2 separate regions of the Danio rerio genome follow, and region 2 is linked to region 1. The links are chromatin contacts, called in public HiChIP or PLAC-seq maps. All regions are on one chromosome and are shown on one strand. The core of a region is the stretch at or near the end of the contact, and the rest is flanking DNA. Distances in the headings are between cores, read along the strand shown.

Region 1 (4,786 bases), core at 1,684-4,183:
ATACTCACTTAACTTACTTCTGCCTATTCCCTGCTTAATCAGGGGTCACCACAGCACAATGAACCGTCAATTACTCTAAATGTTTTACCGGTGGAGGCCTTCCTGCAACAACCCAGACATGAGAATGTACTAACACATGAACCGACAATGTTAGAAAAAACTCATTCCTAATTTTAGTTTGTCTAGTTCTCATTTAACATGTGTATTTGGACTATTGGGGAAATTAGAAAATATTTTAGGCCATCATACATTTTTTTTTACAGCTGATAAAACAGAAACAGTCATGAAATGGTCTTGACATAGTCCAGACCTGAATATTACAAAGGCAGCGGGGAATCACCTGGACAGAAAAGAAAAGATATGACAGCTTAAATATAGAGAAAACTTTGTTGTGTGGGCAGCGTGGTGGCGCAGTGGGTTGTGCTGTCGCCTCACAGCAAGAATGTCGCTGGTTCAAGTCAGTTGCCATTTCTGTGTAAAGTTTGCATGATTGGTTTCCCCCACAACTCCAAAGACAAGCAATATAGGTGAATTGGGTAAGGTAAATAGTGTAAATAGTGTAAGGCTGTAGTGTGTGTTTGTGTGTGTGTGTGTGTGGGGGGGGTTGTGGCTGGAAGGGCATCCGCTTCATTAAAAACATGCACATAAGGTGGTGGTTCATTCCGCTGTGACGACCCCTGAGTATAAAGGGACTAAGCAGAAAAGAAAATGAATGAATGAACTTTGTGAAGTGAAGAAAGAAAGAGGCCTGATATTTGCACATTATTTCAGAAAATTTTTCAAACAATTTCCATAAAACATTTCAAGTCGTGCTAGGTGAAAAGGAAAGTGAGAATAAACACAGACATTTGTTCTGTTTGTTCTGAAATTTTGTGTGCATTTTTCCTGTTTGTATAACATTTGCATCTGTTTGTATACCATTTGTATCCACTAAACTGGTGGCGGCCTTTCGCACATGTGTCTACTGTCTGCTATGTCCATGTTTAACTTCTTTAAAATAAATTTGTAGTTATAAATGCCAATAAACAAAATATTAAAATAGCTCTCCTGAGCATAGGCTACAGTTTACAGATTTGATGATACCGACTTCAGACATTAAGATTCATGAAGAGTTTAAGAGTTAATTATTAGTTCAATGAGATATGTTGTTTGTTCCAATAAAGTTTACGGATCAGTAGGTAGTAGATATATCCAGCTGCAGAACCACAGAACCACACACGTTTAAGGCACACACAATCTAGCAGGGCAAACCATATTGGCCAAACCATTTATGATAACTAACTCACTTTAGAATTATGGCCACCTATTGAATTTCAAAAATATGGTTATTTTAATTAATATTATTATAAATATGGTCATTATTAATATATCATTTTAACATCTCTGTAGTTTCTGAACTATGTAAATAAAAAATTATGGATTAAAGACACTTATGACTTTATTCGTGTCTCCACATAAACAAAGAAAACAACAGACTGTCTAATTGTAGGAATAAGTGTAATAAACAAATTCAGGATCTTAATCTTATCATACTTAGTTAAAATCAATTTGTTGTAAACTATGAAAAGCAAACAATAATGTGTCACATTAAAATAAATTAGCCTAGTAAATCATTTAAACAATATATATAGGTTTAAACTGATTATCTTAACTGATTATCTGATCATAAACTATTATCTTTTACTAAACTGTCAAAGCTGTTTTATATATACACAGTATAATATATATAAATTATATTTATTAAATTAAATATATATATAATTAATTAAATAGTTATTAGATAATTAAGCATATAAACACTATTGAATCGCTTGAGTAAAAAATTAATATAGTTTTATACATTTGTTAAATGTAAAAAGTTTTATATAATTTTATTATATATAAAATGTATTATTAGGGTAAGTAGGGCTACTGATCCCTATTTCGTCTATTGGGACACTGGGGGCGCTCTGTTCAGTTTGACAACAAGGTTAGGGAAAAGGATGTCTTGATGTTTGCGCCAATAGAAAACAAAACAGGCATTTTTTTATAGACACCTGTGGATAAAAGACTTCGTTGCACCAAACAATCGTTCTTTTGGGAGATTGCTTGGAATTTAATCACTCAGCAAACTTCAATATGTTTGCTATGTCTTTTGAAATAATGACTTTACAAAATGCCGTTAAATAAAAAATATATTTTTTATTTATTTCCATTTAATGTTATAATTTATTTGAATTTGGAAAGAAAAATCGGTGGATGTATATATATATATATATATATATATATATATATATATATATATATATATATATATATATATATATATATATATTTTTTTTTTTTTTTTTTTTGGTTTTTTTTTTAGATCACAGACAGAAGCAACCTTTGATATTAGTTATTGTATTGCCTTATTTGTACAATTAAAGACTGTGACAACTAGCACACATTCATTTAATATAGATGTATTTATTATAATGTCACATAACAATGACAATCTGTTCGTGACTCAACTTCTCATTTGCCTCTGTGTGATCGGGCTGCTGTAGCCTCCGCCCCTGAACTCGAGAGATGGGGCGATCAAATCTCGCGAGTGCCTTTCCTCTCGCGATGTCACCCAGCATCGCTGTCCTGCTGCAGTGCGCGTATAAAGCAGCAAGACTGGCGGGCACGAGAGGAGGAGTTGCGGCAAGGTCGCGCAGCATCACGGCGCAATTTAGCCAAGGAAAGCTCGATTCATAGAGACTATCTGGGTCTGTAGAGTCCTTGCGAGAGCACACACCGGGCTGTGCGTTGGATGTTTCACTGAGCGTGTGTAACTTGTCAGGAGTTGTTGACTGGACGTGCTGCTGTTCTCCATTTGCATCCGCATGTGCGCGTCGCGCTGCGGGTTCAGAGGGAAGCGCGGCGCGTTGTTTTAGTCTTCCTGCAGCATCAGTGACTACGCTGGGTCACATCCATTGGCTCGTTTGCACTTTTATCGGACAGTATCAGCTTTGGGAAGGGTTTTTTGACTCACCATGTCGGCGTCACCTCCAATCTCCGCGGGCGATTATCTCTCTGCGCCCGAACCTGATGCGCTTAAACCCGCCGGTCCGACTCCGAGCCAGAGCCGCTTCCAGGTGGATCTGGTGACAGAGTCCGCAGGGGACGGTGAAACCACTGTCGGCTTCGACTCATCCCCACCCGAGTACGTTGCCGAGCCGCCGCCCGATGGGCTCCGGGATTCAGTATCTGGCGGCGAGGAAGCCAAGGGCCGGTTTCGGGTTGTGAACTTTGCGGCCTCAAGTCCGGACGCCGCGCCGGCGGAAACCGCGCAGAACGGGGACACGGTGATGAGCGAGGGCAGTTTGCACTCCTCCACCGGCGGCCAGCAGCACCATCACTACGATACACACACCAACACCTACTACCTCCGTACGTTCGGACACAACACCATCGACGCCGTGCCCAAGATCGACTTCTACCGGCAGACCGCCGCTCCGCTGGGCGAGAAACTCATTAGACCCACCCTCTCAGAACTGCACGACGAGCTGGACAAGGTACAGCCCCGCACACGAACCACTCACTAGTTTAATGGGTTATAACCCCTTAGACCGACATTGGAGTTTAGAAAGTTAATACTGAACACTTAACCTTATGCAGAAGAACAATAACACTGATGTACAGAGATGATATACATTAGTGAGTTAATTCTGAACATGCATGCTGGAATCTAGTGCAGTGCGTTTGTATTGAACTTGAACACATAATTAAACAGTTGTTTAAGTTACTACTTAACACACAGACATAAGTTATTTTAATGAGTCAGTAATGAACACATATGCCAGTCACTGGTTTAGTAAGTTAGTACTAGACACACTTTAAGGATTTGTGTTCAGTAGCAACATACTAAACTAGCGTGGCACTGGTTTGGTGTGTTGGAATTAAACCCACATGCTAGAGACAAGTTTAGTGGTTCATAATTAAAAGGCCAAGCTAGGTTAGTATTGAACATGGATCCCTGAGACTGGTTTATTGGGTTCATGCTGAACACACATCAAACACTAGTTCCAACTGAACATGCATGCCAGATGCTGGTTTAGTGGGTAGTTGTACTCAACACGCATCAAACCCTGGATCTTTTGGTTATTACTAGTCAAACACTTCAGTAGGGCTTGGCAGTATATTGAAGTTGTAAAGCTTATTGATATCTTTTTCTAAAGAATAATATGGTATGGGCCAATACCATTAATGTAAAAAAAGAAGATAGAATTATACAAGTAATTCTGAAAAATAGAGGAAGATACAGAGTAGCTGCTGCTAGGAAAGTGCATTATTCAGCCTGTTAATCATCCTGAACATGATTCAAACTATATACTACTAAATAATAATAGTTAAGAAGTATAGTTTGAAGCATCAAATGCTTTGACAGACTACTTGGTTTCATGTGTTTGAGAATTGATGTGTAACTTAAACATCACAGGTGTTTTCACAATTTTTAAAAGTTCTGAAAAGGTCAACAACAAAAAAAGTCATCGGTAAAGTCATGACCGATAAGTAAATATGAAGAGATTGTTGTAATGGGGTAATCAAAACTATTTTATTCATTTAATTCTAGCTTCAAAAAGCTTTTTTGTTTGTTTTTAGATTTCACTATGTTAGATTTGACAGCCTTTTAGAGGATGTAAAAATGTAAAAGAAATATTGATTTTCTTTATTCAAGCACGGAAAATTCAGAGATATATTCTGCATACTGCAATTCAGACCAAAATACAGAGATGTGCTTTCATTTGATTTTTTGAGCTCAAATAGCCTAGCCTTACAC
Region 2 (4,449 bases), core at 891-3,390, 280 kb after region 1:
TGGACACTAGTGACATGTTAGTCCAAGTTCAAAGTAAGTAACAAGGTAAAATATTGAAAGAGCTAGATTTTTTTCACATTACTTGACTATGTATGATACTCAAAGTATGATTTGTCAGTTTCCACCACTGCTTGAAACGACTACTTTTTAGCTGCCTCACTGTTTCTTATCATGGCTTGCTTCCTTGGTTACATTTCAATATCCATACTAAAACGGTTTCAGATTTTTGCATCATGTCCACTCCGTTTGATTTCAAAAAACTGTGCTGAAAGTCTTACAAAGATACAATTGCAATATTTTGATAATTCCAATATATTGTGCAGCCCTATTTCAATGTAACAAAAAGTCTGACAAGCAATCAAAGTAAATAACAACATTTAAAGGGATGCCAAAACTAAAAAATTCAGTTATTATTTACTCCTTTTTTCACTTGTCTCAAACAAAATTAATACATGTAGTTACATTTAAATTTAGTGCTACAGTGGCGCAGTGGGTAGCTTGATCGCTGGTCGCTGGTTCAAGCCCCAGTCAGATCGGTTGGCATTTCCGTGTGGAGTTGGCATGTTCTCCCAGTGTTCGTGAGGATTTCATCTGGGTGCCTCGGAAAACATGCTCCAAAGACATGCGCTATAGATTAATTGAACAAGCTAAATTGGCTGTAGTTTATGTGAAAAAGTGTGTATGGGTGTTTCCCATTGTTGGGTTGTGGCTGGAAGGCAATCTGCCTTCCAAAACAGTTTTTGGTTCATTCTGCTGTGGCGACCCCTGATTAATAAAGGCGCCAAGCCGAAATGAAAATGAATGAAAGAATATTTAAATGTTATTATTTTACCACATTAAAGAGACATTTCACCCAAAGATGAAAACATACGATTTACTCTCCCTCATATGATTCCAAACCTTTAGGAGTCTATTTTTTATGTGAAACACCATATCTATTTTAGAAAATGTTGAAAACTTGTAACCTTTCACTTCCATAACATCTGTTCTCCTTATATGGAAGACAATGGTTGGTTACACGTTTTCAAAATAGCTTATTTGTGTTCAGAGGAACTAAACACAAGGTTTGAAATCACTTTCTGGAATAGTAAATGGTGAGGGAATTTTAATTTGAGTGATCTACACTTTTAATATAGTAAAATAATCATAACTTTTCATACTGCTGGCCTAAAAAAAGGTTTCTTGTTTGTTTTAACAAACATTTTGACCCAAAAGCCCCACTTGACAAACTTTTCTTGTGTTTAAAAGTTTTTAACAAACAGTTTTCAAAACACAATTATATACGAACTCCAAATAAACATTAAAGACTCTCTTTTAAGAGAATGTGTCGTGTGTCATGATGACATATTCACAAACCGTTTCTGTAGCAAAATTCTCTGCATTTACATCGAACACTGTTTTCACAAGACGCAACATGTTGACGTTCACTTTAGTTTCAGGGGAAGTTGGCCAGTGAAATGGGGCTGTGACGGGGAAAGAAAGTGTCCCAACCTCTCTTACGTTGTAGCAAAGAAAATAATAAACTGCGTTTCCATAAAGTAACGTAAATGTATGCTCAGAGCACCCATAAAATATGTTTCGCTGAATAAACCTGAGTGTTGCGGTGTTGTCTTGTGACGCTTACCTGAACCAATAACTAGCGTTTTAGCTCCACAGCGGTCCAAACAGTGCTGCAAAGACTGAGATTTGATGTTGAAGTTGAGAAACGCGACCTCGCAGCCCAGTTTACAGAGTCCGAGCCAAACGCAGATGAAATCCGCCTCATTATTCATTAGAAGCGCCACAATGTCACCGTGTTTCAGACCACGGTGAGATTTCAAGACGTTTGCTAATTTGTTACTCCGCACATCCACGTCTCTATACGTGAGAGTCTGGTCTTCAAAAACAATGAAAGGCTTATCCGGGATGTTTGTGGCTTGCAGCTCAAAGCACTGGAGATATGTGACAACCCCGCGCTTCATCCTCGCCATCATCCGCCACCCCACTCGCCGAACTTTAACGTAATACATTAAATCATCCCAAAAGTAAGGGTAAAACTTCATCTGGATAATCAAAAGTGTGACAATCCCGACAGCCAGAGTGCTGATGGCCCAACTCATCACGACGTGATGATGCGTAACTCTCACTGATGAGAACTGTTTGTTGTAGGAATCTTCACCCCACATTTAAATAGCCTCGCGCGCTACTGCGCATGCGCAAGGCATGGGTTTTCAACCTTTCATTATCCTAAAATACAAACAGCACGCCCAGAGAGTTCACAGAGCATTACAGATTCCGTCTCCCATCCCATCATACTGAAACAGATATAGTCATCAACAGGGAACACATCACCATTGGTCCAAACCTTAAAAAATGGGCAGTCAGCAAGTGCCCAAAAGGTCTGTCCAGGTAGGCTATAATGTGAGACTGCAACAATGAAAACATCTATTTAATTTTGATGATGCTAATTAGTTTATTTCTTTCTATGTTTTATTTTTTATATAAAAATGTATACCTGTGCTTATTAATGGGGAAAAAATATTTTAAAAGAACAACTTAATTGGAGAAATTGGTAAAAATTCAGATTTTTTATTTATTGCTTTTGACAGAAGTTTTGAACTAAAAAAATATCCCCCACAGTCCAAAGACATGCAGTATAGGTAAATGGGTAGGCTAAGTTTTCGTAGTATATGAGTGTGGATGTGTCCCAGAGATGGATTACAGCCGGAAGGGCATCCGCTGCATAAAACATGTGCTGAATAAGTTGGAGGTTTATTCCGATGTGGCGACCCCCCGGATTAATTAGGGGAGTAAGCCAAAAAGAAAATGAATGATGAATAATATTATGAATAATAATTACACAGAACACAAACATCAAGTCCCTATAAGGCATTTATGTATTTCTATAGGTAACAAATATAAATATATATATTTTAAATAAAATGTAAAGCAAAGCTGAATTTCCAAAATGTAAAGCAAAACTGAAGTCAATAATGCTTATTAATACCTCTTATTAATATTAATTAAAAATAGGCTACATCAGTTTCAAATATCCATAACTTTATATGGGCAGTGACTTTCAATGCATTATTTCTGAGTAAAAGTATTTCCTTCCATAAGGATCATGTGGCATTGAAGACTAAAATAGTGACTCCTGACAATTCAGCTTTGTTTTTCGAATCAAATAAATGCAGATGAAGAGGCTTTTTTCAAAAACATTAGAAAATATGAGAACTTTTAGTCATCGTGTATGGAACAAGGATTTTAGTGATGCTCCTGTTGAAAAAAATAGAAACACTAATTGAATTTGTAATGCTCATAATGGAAACTATAATTGTTCCTCTGGGTTACATGTCTTGTTTCATATTAAAATTATCCTAATGGAGTCACACAGCCTAGTTTTTAATGATTAAAAGTCGATTGTTTGTAATGTTTTAAAGGGAACCATTAGAAATTATGAAATGGTTCATATTGTTTTTATGAGCAGAGATGTTTTATAAAAAAAAACTACAAATGGATTCTAGTTTATCAACAACAACAGATGGAAGTTTCAGAAAAAGAGCGGAAGCAAATCATGCAAAATTATGTCGACGTCCACTTGATGGAGCTAAACCTAAAGAGAAACGTCACTGACATCCTTTTTTATCAACAGGATACATAAAACATTAATTTGTACTGATATTGTGTGACTTGAATACAAATGATAAATATTCATTGTACAGCTAGTTACACAAATGTTTCAAAGGATAAAGAAAAAACCAATACATGAAAGAAAAATAAATATTTAAAGAACATAAAATAAAATAAAAACGCTCTAAATTATTAGAGTGTTATATGGGCGTAACAAAAAGGATCTGATCATTTAAAAGTATGCTTATAATGTAAACACAATTTTTTTCTAGTAGTACAGTTATTTTGGCAGCTTCCTTATTTAACAATAAGCAGAAAGATTCATAATAGAGTTTCAAGTCAATACAAAATGTTCTAAAATTAGGCATACATTCGACAGGCGACAAAGAGTTAAAAATTAAAACACATTATTGTCCGCTTCCTTACAAAATGACTCCCAAATCAAAGACAATAGATTAATTGTCTTAAAAATCTAAACTTTTATGCTGAGAAAACAAGCCAAGATATTTCAATCCAAAAAATTTCTACAAAATTGCATTCTAAAAATAAATGTGCCATCATTTCCAGATAAGAATTACAGAATGTGCATTGGGAAAAATTGTTTATATTAAATTTAGATACATTTTAGGGATAGTCATTACGAAGGATTTTAAAATAAAGTTATTTCATCCTATTAGGTACATTACTGACCTCTTAGTAACAGATATTTTCTTATAGGATGAAATCTTATTAAAATTAAATACTTAGAAAAAAGTTTGTCAGAAGTAAGCATTGTTACCCTACTGTAGGACAACATAGTGTACATTTACTTTACAAATAATCTACTCTCTGAGTGTATCT

The links. HiChIP or PLAC-seq counts read pairs in DNA pulled down with a chosen protein or histone mark.
Region 2: an H3K4me3 HiChIP or PLAC-seq map of gastrula embryo shows a contact between it and region 1, with 2.9 times the contacts expected there. The contact joins the promoter of LOC568883 here to the promoter of slc12a2 in region 1. A contact is called at or near these places in 2 of 18 Hi-C or Micro-C datasets (caudal fin and hematopoietic stem cells) and 2 of 4 datasets of contacts at active chromatin or transcription factors (embryo and gastrula embryo).

What each region holds. Positions count from the first base shown.
Region 1 is chr10:18,504,619-18,509,404 of GRCz12tu, forward strand. It overlaps slc12a2 (solute carrier family 12 member 2), which reads left to right and starts at 2,934. Exons shown (of 27, transcript NM_001002080.1): 1 at 2,934-3,521. The coding sequence starts at 3,000.
Region 2 is chr10:18,788,732-18,793,180 of GRCz12tu, forward strand. It overlaps LOC568883 (long-chain fatty acid transport protein 6), which reads right to left and starts at 2,141. Exons shown (of 10, transcript XR_012386198.1): 1 at 1,625-2,141.